3 separate regions of the Mus musculus genome follow, and all the other regions are linked to region 2. A link is a contact called in public HiCAR-type data. All regions are on one chromosome and are shown on one strand. Each heading gives the region's core, a stretch centred on a gene start, on an enhancer-like site or on the middle of the called end of the contact. The rest is flanking DNA. Distances are from core to core; before and after follow the strand shown. Region 1 holds the start of Ldah (lipid droplet associated hydrolase). Region 2 holds the start of Klhl29 (kelch-like 29). Region 3 holds the start of Hs1bp3 (HCLS1 binding protein 3).

The links. HiCAR-type assays count read pairs that join an accessible place to other places.
Region 1: a HiCAR-type map of astrocytes shows a contact between it and region 2, with 6 times the contacts expected there. The contact joins the promoter of Ldah here to the promoter of Klhl29 in region 2. A contact is called at or near these places in 1 of 39 promoter capture datasets (hippocampal neurons) and 2 of 115 datasets of contacts at active chromatin or transcription factors (astrocytes and stem cell-derived neural progenitor cells).
Region 3: a HiCAR-type map of astrocytes shows a contact between it and region 2, with 7 times the contacts expected there. The contact joins the promoter of Hs1bp3 here to the promoter of Klhl29 in region 2. A contact is called at or near these places in 3 of 39 promoter capture datasets (cranial neural crest and embryonic stem cells), 1 of 484 Hi-C or Micro-C datasets (embryonic stem cells) and 2 of 115 datasets of contacts at active chromatin or transcription factors (astrocytes and forebrain).

The regions. Positions count from the first base shown.
Region 1 is chr12:8,205,707-8,209,932 of GRCm38.p6, reverse strand. It overlaps Ldah (lipid droplet associated hydrolase), which reads right to left and starts at 1,807. Exons shown (of 7, transcript NM_001364261.1): 1 at 1,729-1,807. Gm33037 (a long non-coding RNA gene) reads left to right here and starts at 1,800. Exons shown (of 4, transcript XR_381233.4): 1 at 1,800-1,905.
Region 2 is chr12:5,373,329-5,377,571 of GRCm38.p6, reverse strand. Klhl29 (kelch-like 29) reads left to right here and starts at 1,890. Exons shown (of 14, transcript NM_001164493.1): 1 at 1,890-2,470. 2810032G03Rik (RIKEN cDNA 2810032G03 gene) reads right to left here and starts at 1,852. Exons shown (of 2, transcript NR_015579.2): 1 at 1,044-1,852.
Region 3 is chr12:8,310,798-8,314,785 of GRCm38.p6, reverse strand. It overlaps Hs1bp3 (HCLS1 binding protein 3), which reads right to left and starts at 1,353. Exons shown (of 7, transcript NM_021429.3): 1 at 1,289-1,353. The coding sequence starts at 1,320.

The DNA of each region.
Region 1 (4,226 bases), core at 558-3,057, 2.8 Mb before region 2:
CAGTAAGTAATTCTAGAATTATCTTCCAAGGAACATGCGCTGATAGCTGTTACAGTTTAAAAAAATAAAAGGTTCCGGGGGCTGGAGAGATGGCTCAGCGGTTAAGAGCACCAACTGCTCTTCCAAAGGTCCTGAGTTCAAATCTCAGCAACCACATGGTGGCTCACAACCATCTGTAATGAGATCTGATGCCCTCTTCTGGAGTGTCTGAAGATAGCTACAGTGTACTTACATATAGTAAATAAATAAATCTTTAAAAAAAAATAAATAAAAGGTTCCTAGAAAATACAAGGGATTTCATTTATTCTTGGTACATGACATACCACCATAAAACTTAATACCTGAAGATATGTTATATTCTCACAGATTGTGTGGGTTAGAAATTTATAGAGTACAGCACAGGCAGTTTTGGAACAATCCAAAGTAGAGTTAGCTAAGAAAAACTCAACAGCTGGCTTTGACTTGTTCACTGGGACAGGGGTCATCTGGAAGTACCTTTATTGATAAGCTTAACAATGAATGCTCTAAAACAAAAATAGGTTGAACACATAATCTTATATTTAATTCATATTTAATCTTTTCACATGGCCAATTTTAATAGGTTCTTGCAGTGCATGTAGGCTGCCTCCTGAGGTTGAGAACAAAGTTGCCTCACCTCTTAGGACCTCACCTCACTAGTCACATAGCATTAGCTCACAACACACTGATAAGCATATTGACCCTTTATGACACAGGCATACAATACAACGTTTCAGAAAAAGTGACCTGATATTTTGCCCATGATGATCTTAAAAGTCTCTCCTACTAACATTCCAACTTCTTCATCAAAGTAGTTTAGAAAAATGTTGAAGGCACCTGGAATGTAATAGTTTCCCAAAGTAAGAAAGAGCTTGATTAAAATATTCTTCTAAGAAGACAGCAAAGCCCAGAAAAATGTAAGAGCACACTAAAGGTCAGAAGCTACCATAAATATTATATAAGAAACAAGAGCAAGGAATTTAAAAGTAATAATTGAAAGAACAAAACTTATGGGGTGGATTATCAGCAGAGTAGTATCAACAAAGAACGAGATGAGAGAACGTGGATAGATCCACAAAATTTACAAACCTGAATTGGTGGGAAACAGTCTAAAAACTCAGCAGTAGCCCCGGGACTTGTACTACAATGACAAATGACCTAAAATTCATGCAACTAGAGTTTCAGAGAAGGCAATGTGGGGCTAAAACACACGTTTTAAGAAAGAGTATCTGGAAACTTCTCAAAATTGGGAAGGGCATAAATCTACAGATTCAAGAAGCTGAGCTTCTCAAGCTGGGGAAATGTATACTATACTATTAGAAGCCATGCATTTTGTAAAACTAAAATAAAAAAAAAAGTTAAAAGCAGTGAAACAACACATCATATGCAAGGGTAAAGGTAATTTTAATGTCAGCAGATTTCTCAGGAGAATCCACGAGGGACAGTGTCGACCACAGATGCCTGGGGAGCCCCAGCGCAGACTTGGATTTATTTCTAGAAGGCTGGCTGCCAGCGCATTGGCTTATCCTTACCCAGGGAGCCTCTGGCGACCTGGCCACAGGTCGGGCGAGTGTAGTGCCATCGCGTACCGCACGGCCTAGCGGCTGTGCACGCGGGGTGATGGCAGCTCAGTTATCCTAGCACCACCCCATGCGCAGCCCACGTGCCCTTCCTCAGACAAACCACACAGTACTGGCAGCATCACCTCACCTGCCCACTCACAAGGTATTGGGGTCGTCCGCCGACGTCTCGGCAAAGCCTCACCAGACCCGGAAGTTCCGCCTGTACTGACGTCACAGCGCCGCGCCGCGCCGGTCCCGGAAGTCGGGACCCGTAGAACGCTTTGCAAGGATCTCCCGTGTGAGAGTTTGGGTGGCAGCTTGATGGGTAGGTGGTTTATAGTCAGCGAGATTGCTGGGAGCAGCACATAGAGCGTTTCTAGCATACCACCTGAATTTTACCCGCTCTCTGTTCTTTGTCGTTTTGGTAAACGAGTTTTTCCTCTCTTTGGAGGTTCTTTCATTCCCCCCCCCCCCCCCATCTGCCCACTTTTCCTTTCTTCCACCACCAGTTGCTTTTCATTCCTGACTCATGATCACAGGAAAGTTGACTCTCAGCTGACCTTAGTGCTAGTATTCAACTTCATATAGTATTCAGTTTCATATTCAGGATAATGCGACCTTCCAGAGCTATTTCCAGCTTACTACAAACTTCAAGATAGTATCCTCAACACTTGGTACAATTGTAGGCAATCAGTGTATTTCTGTCCCCCAAAATACTGTCGCCAATATGGCAGTATTATAGCCAGAAGAAGCATGGAACTTAGAAAGAAAGAAAAAAAAAACCCATAGTAATTATCACACATGGAAAAGCTTTGCGCTTGTATCCAGCACCTCGGTGATAGTACCAACATCACTTATATTTTAACTTAAAAATCTTTTTGTATATTAGTAGCCTGGAGCCTATGGACGCTGGAAGAGGGCACTGGGTTCCCTGGGACCTGAACCACATAAGCCTATGGGTCACCATGTGGGTGCTGAGAATCAATCCTAAATCCTGTGGAAAAGGAGTTAGTGCTCATAACTACTGAACCAACATCCAACTAGCTGTGGAATGTAAACCGATAAATATCTTCATAACCCTTTTTTATCACTTCTACTTTCCACATCCAATAGGTAACATTTAATGAATATAGAAAAAGATATTCATTGTGTTAAGAGTTTTTCATGAACTAATTTTTAAACCCTTAGCATTTCAGTGTGGTCAGTATTAACAAGTGATCACTAGAGTTTGGAGATATAAATACATAAAAGTAAATGATTATGTTACGGTGACCATAGGATATGTACCAAGTGGTGTCAGTTTTATGTGTGTAAATTTCCTGCCAGTAATGCTGTTAAAGGACTACTGACATATCAAGGGCGTCTTTCTGGGTATCTGTTCCATCCTTCTTTCATCCATAGACTACATGACAGAATGCATTGGTGCAGGATTTCTTTTAATTCTTGGATATGCATCTACGATGTAGCATCTAGGTGATTTATGTTTCTGATTTCACTGAACCTGTGCCAGAAATAACTGAAGCAATTCAGACTTTATAGTTGGCCAGAGATTATTTCTGTTAACTGCAGTGTAAAATGAGGTGCGAAGAAACTGACTTTCCCACAGTTAGTTAGGAGAGCTAGGCTCAGGTTACTTGCAGCAGTTTCTGTATTCTTCATGTTTTCTCTGGGCCATCTACTTTTGGAATATACATGTTCTTACTAAGTTGTCATATTTTTGCACACAATGTTCACTTTGCTACATGGCAGACTATGACTGTTGTAGCTTATATAAGTAGCTGAATAGGATGCTCTCTGGAGGCAGAGGCTGGAAGATTTCTGCATTCAAAGTCAGCCAGGTCTACAGAGTGAGTTCTAAGGCAGCCAAGCTTAGGCAGTGAAGGAAACCATTAACGACAGAAATCTGGTGAAGATGGCTTTGAATAAGGGGCCTGGGAAGTGGAATATAGTTTGAAAGAAAATGGCTCCTATAGGTTCATAGGGAATGACAACATCAGGAAGTGTGGCCTTTTCAGAGTAGGTAGGGTTTAGTTGGAGGAAGTTCATTTCTACAGGGAGGGCTTTGAGATCTGAGAAGTTAAAAAAGGCCTGTCAGCTCACAGTTCACTTCCTGCTCCCTGTTGCTCTTGATGTAGAACTCTCAGCTACCTCTCCATTATCATGTCTGCCTGCATGTCACCATGCTTTCCACCATGATGATAAAGGACTAAATCTCTGGTCTGTAGGCCAGCTTGTCTTGGTAAGGGTTCTATTGTGAAGACACACTATGACCAAGGCAACTCTTATAAAGAAAAACATTTAATTGGGGCTGGCTTACAGGTTCAGAGTCCATGAGTCCATGGGGCTAAACCTGTTCAAACCATCGCATTTCACTCCCTGGCCTCCATAGGCTGGCAGCAGTAACAAAATGCAAAATGCATTTAGTCCAACTTCAAAAGTCAACAAAGGCCATCACAGAATCAATGATGTTTAAAAGTCCAAAGTTCAAAGTCTCTTCTGAGTTTTATGCAACCTCTTAACTGTAAGCCCTTATGAAATCAAAATCCAAAAACCGATCACATACTTCCAACATCACAGAATATATATTACCATTCCAAAATGTCATAGTGAGGAAATACTGGACCAAAGCAAGACAGAAAACCATCT
Region 2 (4,243 bases), core at 641-3,140:
ACAGGAAGCTGTTCAGAATGTAGCTAGCTGGTGGACTCCTTGTTCACCGCTGGTGAGCACACACAGATCCTCACAGAGGATGGCTTCCCATGGAGCTGGCGTGCCTGTAGCTTCGTTTTGCTTCTCTTTGCATCGAATTGCCTGAGATATTGCTTAGGTGTCTATTTTAAACCCCAATCCATCCCTGCCTCGCTTCCCTGCTCTCTATTCTCTTCTGGTACCTCGTTCACCATCTTGCCAACTTAGTATTCAAACCACACCTATATTTCACCTTCAGGTGTAGTTTGAGGACCTCTGGGGGCTGTTTTCCCCCAAACTGCCACCCTATCTCCCTCTGAGGAGCCTCTGTCACTGCCTTAATGTCACTGCCCTGGCTGTCCTGTCTTGGGGGTAGATTCCTTTGGGATGCAAACACTGTGCGTCCCTAACCCACCTTTCAAGCTTTTGAACACTAAAACTTCATCTGATTCTCCCCCCCCCCCAAATGCAGTTACTCTAACACCAACGGCCCATCTCCCCGCTGTCTTCTTCCCTCTTCACTGACAGTTCTCCTGCTACCCTCAGCAGATTATTATTATTTATTATTTATCAGCCATGACACTGTACTGTGCTTCCTACAAGATATTAAAGGATACACAACCCCTGCACTGAGTTTACAGCCAAAACAGCAGAGCTGTGGGTCTGACAATCACAGGAGGCCCCTGAGAGAAAAAAGTTCTCCCTCCTCCCTGGCAAAGACATGAGTGGAGCCTAGTAAAGCCTTCCCAGGACAGCCAGCCCAGATCAGCCTTAAAAAACAGCTATGTCCCTCCCCTATTACCCACCCACCCCCGCCCCCAGTTTGAAATAGGCCTCAGTATTTGTGTGGATGGGGTGGGGGAGGTATGGGTGAAGAGAAATGAAGAAGGAACCCACCGACTATAAACTTCAGACTTTAACCTTCAGACTTGCCTGAAAGATGGAGGGGAACTGAGCCACAGGCTTTCCCTCTGAATCTCAAAACAGGTGAGGGGTTCTGTGGGTCTGGGAATAAGAAAACTGACCTGCAGAGTTAGCAACCCAAGGAAGACAGGCACAGAAAAGAAGTGTGCTGGAGAGATGAAAAAGCTCACACCCACACCGGTAGCCACAGGTCTCCAGCCAAAGTTTCCTCTTAGTGTTCCAGTTAGGGTCTGCGTAGACAGCATGAAGAGAGGAAGACTCGGTCAGTGTGGATCTTGGGAGGGTTGGCTGCAGCTGGAGTGTCAAAGCAGGCCTGTGTGATCTGAGCAACCCAGGGAGGTCTGTGAAAACAGGAAAGTTCGCATATGCTCAGAAGTCAGGGCAGATGCAAGAAGACAGGACTGGCATGGCTCGCGGTGGTCTTTCAGAGATATGGACGTTCCCTACTCCTTCTCCAGGCTGGAGTGTCATAGGGAGGGCGGAAGCTGAAAGACGATTGGACTTTTCTTTCTCAAACTTTTCCACCAGTTTCCTCAGGTGTTGAGAGCAGCAGGGAAGCTCCCTTCAGTCCGTTTCCTTGAAGCCCGGGCTCTCTCGGAACCCGGAGGCCATGGCCCAGCAGCCCGGCCATGCGTCGTGAGTCTACCGGCGCGGCCACGGAGCCGGGCGAGCCGGGTATCTTTGCAGGGGGCGGGGGTGGCGGACCAACCACGGACACACCCGCTGGCATTGAGCCTGGGGCCCGGCGCGCGGCTGCAGGGGATCCCTGGGGCCCCGGGAGCCAAGCGCTGAGCCGGGCCGGGGGCGCCCCGCCTCCCCCACCCTCCGCCCCCGCCTACTCGGGCGTCTGTGATTGGCTCCGCCCGTCCCTGGCTGCGCGCCGAAGCCCGCCTCCCTCGCAGCTAAAGCAGACGGTACCCGGAGAGGAGCGAGCCAGAAGGGAGCATGGTCCCCGCGCCGCGGCCGCGCCAATCCCCGCGCCGCCGCCGCCGTCGCCGCTGTCCCTGCCACCGCCGATCTAGCAGCAGCTCTAACCCCGGCTCCGGCTACCCAGCGCACGTCCGCAGCCCAGGTCATTGGCGAGCCTAAGCTCAGCCCCCTCCCGGAGCCCGAGCCCGGAGCCCGGCGCCCGGAGCCAGCCCCAGCCCCGCGGCCGCCGCGGCTGCGGGGAGAGGGCGGGGGCGATGCTGCCGGAGCCGCCGCCGCTGCCGCCGCCTCGATGAGAGCCGCGCCGCACCGCGCATAGCCGCGCAGGCTGACAGGCAGAAAGACTGACTTCCCTCTCCCGGGCATCCTCCCTGGGCTGCCGGGAGGCGGCGGCGGAGGAGGAGGAGGAGGGAAAAGGGGAGAAGGCGGAGAGCAGGAACGAGAGGAGGTGGACCTGGATCCGTTTCTCCGGGCCAGGACTCGAGCGGCCCCAGCTACCGCTACCCGCCGGCGCCGTCCCCTATCCATCAACCCTCCTGCACCCATCCGCGACCCTGGGCTCTCTGCGCGTCGGGCCGGGGCTGGAGCGGCGCGGCCGCAGGTAAGAGCCGGATCAGGTTGGGGCTCTTGGGATGCCTAACGGGGCAGAGGGGAGGGAGTAAGGGTTCCCAGGGTCCTGGTAGCTTCTGGGCCAGGCAGGACTTGGGAGTGTGGCCCAGAGCCTGGAACGCTGGGCTCGGCTCTGGCAGTGGCGGCGGCTGGAGCTGGAGCCTCCCGCGTCTGAGCTCGCAAGCCTGCAGAAGCCCTTGCGCCTGCGCTGCTCCGGGGATGGAAAAAAGGGGGAAAAAAACTTCCTGCCCCCGGGTGTGTTATGCAGGGAATGCCTAGGGGAACTATCGCAGTGGTCGAAGGTGCTAGAAGCAAATACGACACCAGAGTCGGGTAGCGCTGGGCCGGGCCAAGCCGTGTGCGCCCCTCTCCTGGCCACCTCCCCCTGCGCGGCCCAGGGCCCCAGCAGTGCCGGGGGACCCAGAAAGCACTGGAAAGCTGGTCCCCAGGGCGGCCGTGTGCCCTGCGGGTTGGGGAGATGCGCGCCTGTGTGCCAAGGGAAGCTAGATGACGGGTTCTGCCACTCGCGTTCTTAGACCCAGCATTTGGGGACCGGGTTTCTTCACTGGATCCCAAGTAACTTTCGAGGTGGAAGAGCTTGAATATCATCTGAATGGAACCCACACAGACCGTGTTGTGACCTCCCCTACATTCCCTTGACACCTTGTGGTTTCCAGCGGGGGTTGGAGGTGGGAGGACAGCTTCAGGGATGCGAAGGGCGGGGAGGTGGTGGCGAGTGGAGAGGGGTTGTTTATGTGTGGGATAGTAGACCGGAGACACGTAGGTGGGAGTGTGGCCGCGCGCCCAGACTGCCACGGGCCATGCGGGCTGACCGCGGGCTCACGTCCGGGTCTTCGTGGCCTGGAGGCAGGAGGGTTATCTGTGGTCGCGCGCTGGTGCCCTCGCTGGGCAGTGTCGGCCCCAGGCCCTAGGGGAGAGAGGCGTGCTCGCTCCAGCCCAGATCTCGGAACCCGCAGCCCAGTTTCGTTCCGAGGCTGCTCCCGGGGCAGGTTCGGTGTGCGTCGCCTGGGGAAGGTGGAGACGCACTGCCTGCCTGCGGCTGTTCTCCCAGGAGCCGGCGACTGCAAAGCGCGAGTCTTGGATGCCTGGGTCCGCCTGCTGAGAAGCCCGTTCTCTCTCATCGCTGGCCTCTGGAACCGAAAGGCAGCAGCGGTCAGTTGACCGATCTCCCGCGGGTCCCCAGGGATGATGGTGGGTGAGAAGCATCCGGTCCTGGTACATGCGCGGCTCTGCGAAGCACATCGTTTCTCCCTATGGTGTTTGCGAGGCGGCGCGCCTGGGGCAAATCGTGAACGCAGATGTTTATGTAGCATTAGGCGAGACCTCTTCGCTGGAGGGACTAGACGTGGAGGATGCCTGGCTGCGGCTGCCGAGAAACTTCCACTCCTCAGTTCTGGGACATTCATGCTCCACCACTGCAGGCTCCAGCCCCTCATCAGCTAAGCGACGCTAGGATTTGGACTCCTCTTGCAGTGACAGATCTGTCCTGGTTACAGCTGTATTTATCCTCATTTCATTCTCTTTAAAGCCATTTGTCTAGTCACTACAGAGTTTCTCCCCTGCCGTGGTCTTACTGCTAACTCAGCCCGGGGAGGGCAGATTTGAGAAATTCTTTCCGTTCAGGATGAGTGATAGCACATTTAATTAGCCTACCTCACTCCTGGCTTTTTAAATTTAAATTAAGGGTGTGGGGGGAGGTGGAGAGCTAACTTTCTAATTATTTTTCACTGGGGGGGGGTGGTAT
Region 3 (3,988 bases), core at 104-2,603, 2.9 Mb before region 2:
ATCCTAGAACCTGGACCGGTGTCTAGCATCGAAGGGATCCCGAGAAAACACCTGCTGGATGGATACTGCATGAAGCCCAGAGATGCCGCGCAGGAGGAGGCTGGAAACTCCAGCTGATCTTGGGTGCAGGGCCACTTCAATGCTTACTTAGGTGGCTGTGCTCCTCAAAGGCAAGCTCCTTGGGTCTGCTGTGACTATCAGAATGGTGGACAGGGCACGACTCGTCCACCCTCACCATCAGCAGCACACTATGCCTGCTAACACTCGGGGGCATGCTAGCACCAAGGGAAGCCACCACTACCCTTTCTAGGCACCAGCACCAAACTCACAGTCACAGTCTGGTGGCCCACAGGGACATTTACTGCTCCTGTCCTCCTATCTCTCTAGATGGAACCTTTCTCTACAGGAAGGGAAACTGAGGCTCTGTGAAAGGGAACGACTCACAGGGTCATAGGAACATCTCTTTTAATGGGGATGTGGCCTGCGGCCTCACCACACCAAGGAGAGCAAGCAGCTTTCAAGATCAGGGCTTACGTCCGGAACCATACTTTTCTAACCAGGGAGCTGGGAATACAAATGAACTTGTGTTGGGTAAAGCACCCGTTTGCCCATCTTGGCTAGAGTTTGTATTCGGGGAATAAAGGCAGAGTATACGATTATCCTTAAAGTTCATCATTTCAGAGTTACTTAAAAATCGAGGAAGGAGTAGGACATCCACCCTGCCCACAAGCCTTTCCAAGCCTCACCCTAGCTGTGAGTATGGCCCTGGGTGGATGCGCACTGCTCTGACCCCTTTGAGGAAGCTCCTGCGCTCTCTCCAGCAATAACTGCCAGGGTCTTAGTTCTGCGTAGTTGGGGTTCAACAGCAGCAGTGTGCTGCCCTGCCAACTGAACTTAACACGCCCCCTCCCGCAGCACCAGTCATTTTGGTGCGGGTATCACCTCCAGGGACACCTTGTTTTATTCACCTCGTCCCTGGTGCTTAGCATCGAGCTATTCACACAGCTAGCGCAGAAATGTTTGGGGGACCGGAAGAAATGCCCCCCTCCCCCCATACGCAGGGACAGGAAGCTGGGCCCTGTCCCAGCCAGCGCTATCTCGCCAATCCCAGGCTTTTCTGGAGACGTGGGTGAGTGCTTGGATCCTTTAGGGGGCCTCAGTTTCCTTGTCTGTAAAACGGGGACTCTAGACGGCGCGCCAGCACGCCAGCAGGATAGTGTGCGGTGCAGCGGGATAAACCGTCAGCTGCTGGGACGTCTGGATCATGCATGTTGGGGGTCTGGCTCACCTGGAGGTGCGGAGCACCGCCGGGGACTGCATGTCGGCTGCGGGCGGGCGGACGGTCACGGGATCTGGCGTCCTGGGCGTCGCTGCGTCCCCGCCCCGCCCCGCTCCGGCGCAGCGCCGTCTCCTCAGCCCTTGCCCGCCCCCTGGTGGCAGCGGATGTGCACATCGCAGTGTCTGTGGCCTCGGAGTAGAGAGGTCATCCCTGCTGCTCATCCCTCCCTAGGTCCCCCATAGCCACCTCTTAAGCCTGGCACCTCATGCCATTTAATCCTAGTACTGACTTAACCTCTAATGGTACAGGAATCCAGCCGCTAGTTTTCAGGCTTCTCTCCAGGCTAGCTACAAAAGCACTCTTTTCTCTCCCTGGGGTCATTTCCACTTATGCAGTCAATCACTCAGTCAACAGGAGTCTTCCCCTTTGGGACTCTGTCCCTTCAGGCTTGTGGGCTGTCATTGAAAACAACCCTCTCTTTCGGGCTCTTCTCCTAAGGTTTCCTGTCCATCTCTTCTTTCTGTCTCTGACTCTGTCTCTCCCTCTCTGTCTCTCTCTCCCTCTCTCTCCCTCTCTGTCCCTCTCTCCCTCCCTTCAAAGGTACTCTTGGCCTTGGCCTGGCTTGCTTTGCATTGAGGAGGAGGTCTTGGACATTTTACTCTGTATGTCTCTGACTGAGTGGACCACCTGGGAATGGGCTCAACTCTCTACCCCAGGAGAATGAGAGAGACCATACCTGCTGTTTCCTGTCTTCTGCCCGTGGCTCAGGAGACTGAAACCAGGGCCAGGTGACAGGTACAAACTGCTGTCTGTCCTTTGCTCTCTCCAGTGATAAGTAGCTGCAGATGCTGGGCCACACCAAAAGCACCTAAGGGACATATTATGTTCCCGTTTTAGTGTGTGTGTGTGCATGGAGAGTGTATAGAGGTCGAAAGACAGCTCTGTGGAGTTGATTCTCTCCTTCCACATTTCCATGGCTTGTAGGGATTGGAATCTGGAGGTCAGGTTTGCAAGAAATTATTTTAACTTGAGTCATCTTGCAGGCTCCATGCCATGCTCTCTAGGTAGCATCTCAGCACACTCAAACCATTATCCTCTGCTTCAGTGATGTAATCCCACAGTCAATTTTAAAAGTTTGAAAATGACTTCAAACTTTGCCTCTTGAAACATATACACTCATGCACCCTGTTGGCGGCGTTTTGGATTTGTCTAGAGAAAAGGTGACAATAATAGGTGTTTTAAATGTTAAACTTATAATTATTACTACCATTTACTACTCTCTCTCTCCCTCTCCCCCCACCCCGTGTGTGTGCGTGTATGTGTGTATGTTCATGTGTGTGTGTATGTATGTGTGCATGTGTGTGTGTGCACGAGTGTGTGTATGTGTGCATGTGTGTGTGTGCACATGTGTGTATGTATGTATGCATGTGTGTGCGCGTGTGTGTGCATGTGTGTGTGTGCATGTGTGTGTGCATGTGTGTGCCTGTGTGTGTGTGCGTGCATGTGTGTGCATGTATGTGTGTGCATGTGTGTGTATATGTGCATGTGTGTTTATGTGTGTGTGCATGTGTGTGTGTGTGTGCAGTTAACTCTGCACTTGTGAGATCAAGGACAACTTTCGGGAGCTGGATCTCTCCTTGCACCACAGATTCTGAGGTGCGGATAGAATTTAGGGGATCAGGCTTGTATAGAATGTTATTTTACTCACTGAGCCACCTCATAGGCATTAACACAGAGATTTAATGGAGCCTCCCCTCCTGTCCCATCCTAACCCCCTCTCCTTTTTCCACCCTTCCCTTCTATCCCCTTCCTCCTCCTCCTCCTCCTCTCCCTCCCTCCTCCTCTTCTTCCTTCTCTTTTCCATTGCAAAACGAAATGGAGTCAGAAAGGGCGGTGCGAAGGAGCAGTTTCCTAGAGAAATAAGAATTGGCAAACTAGGAATGTTCCCGACAAGGAAGGAGTCAGTAGGGTCTAGCAGCGGAGGAAAGCAGGAGTCAGGGCATGAAGTACTCGGTGTGTTTGAGCTTAGCCTTTGCACTGACAGTGGTCACCAGACAGGAAATAAAGTGTGCACAGAGGACCCTCCTGAACAGCCGAGCCGTGTGCAGTGGTGTGGAAATGCACAGGAGCCCAGAATGGGGGAGACGGCGAAGGCTGCTGAGGTGCAGAATAGGGAGCGGGCGTGAGAGCCGCAGGAGATGGGGCTTTTCATGAGCATGAGCAGAGGAGTCGGGATGCTGCTGTGTGGCTGAGCGGCAGCTCCGCTCTCACTGTGCTTGCCGGCCACACACGAGGGCCTGCGTTTCACGCCAGTACCATGAAAATCCATGGCCAGAAGCCCAGCACTCAGGAGGGCTGCAGAAGTTCAAGGTCATCTTCCACTCCAGAGAGTCTGAGACGGAGGCAGCCTGAGGGCATACGAGGCCTTGTCCCCTCGATGTGTGTGAGTGTGCGAATGTAAAAGTTTAAAAAGATGTTGCTATGGTTTGGCTCGTGTGAGTGGCTGGACATCTGGAGGAGCCTGAGGTGGTAAAATGATCAGTCTGTTTTGGACAAGAAAGGTTTCAGGACCTGGGATATAGAGGCCATTGAATCTCTCTGCTCAGGACCTGGGGATGTGAGACTTGGGTGTGGGGTCCTAGGTGGAAAGGAGATAGTCTTTCCAGGTGACACATCCTGCATGAGAGTCCTGAAGAGATATTTTGAGGG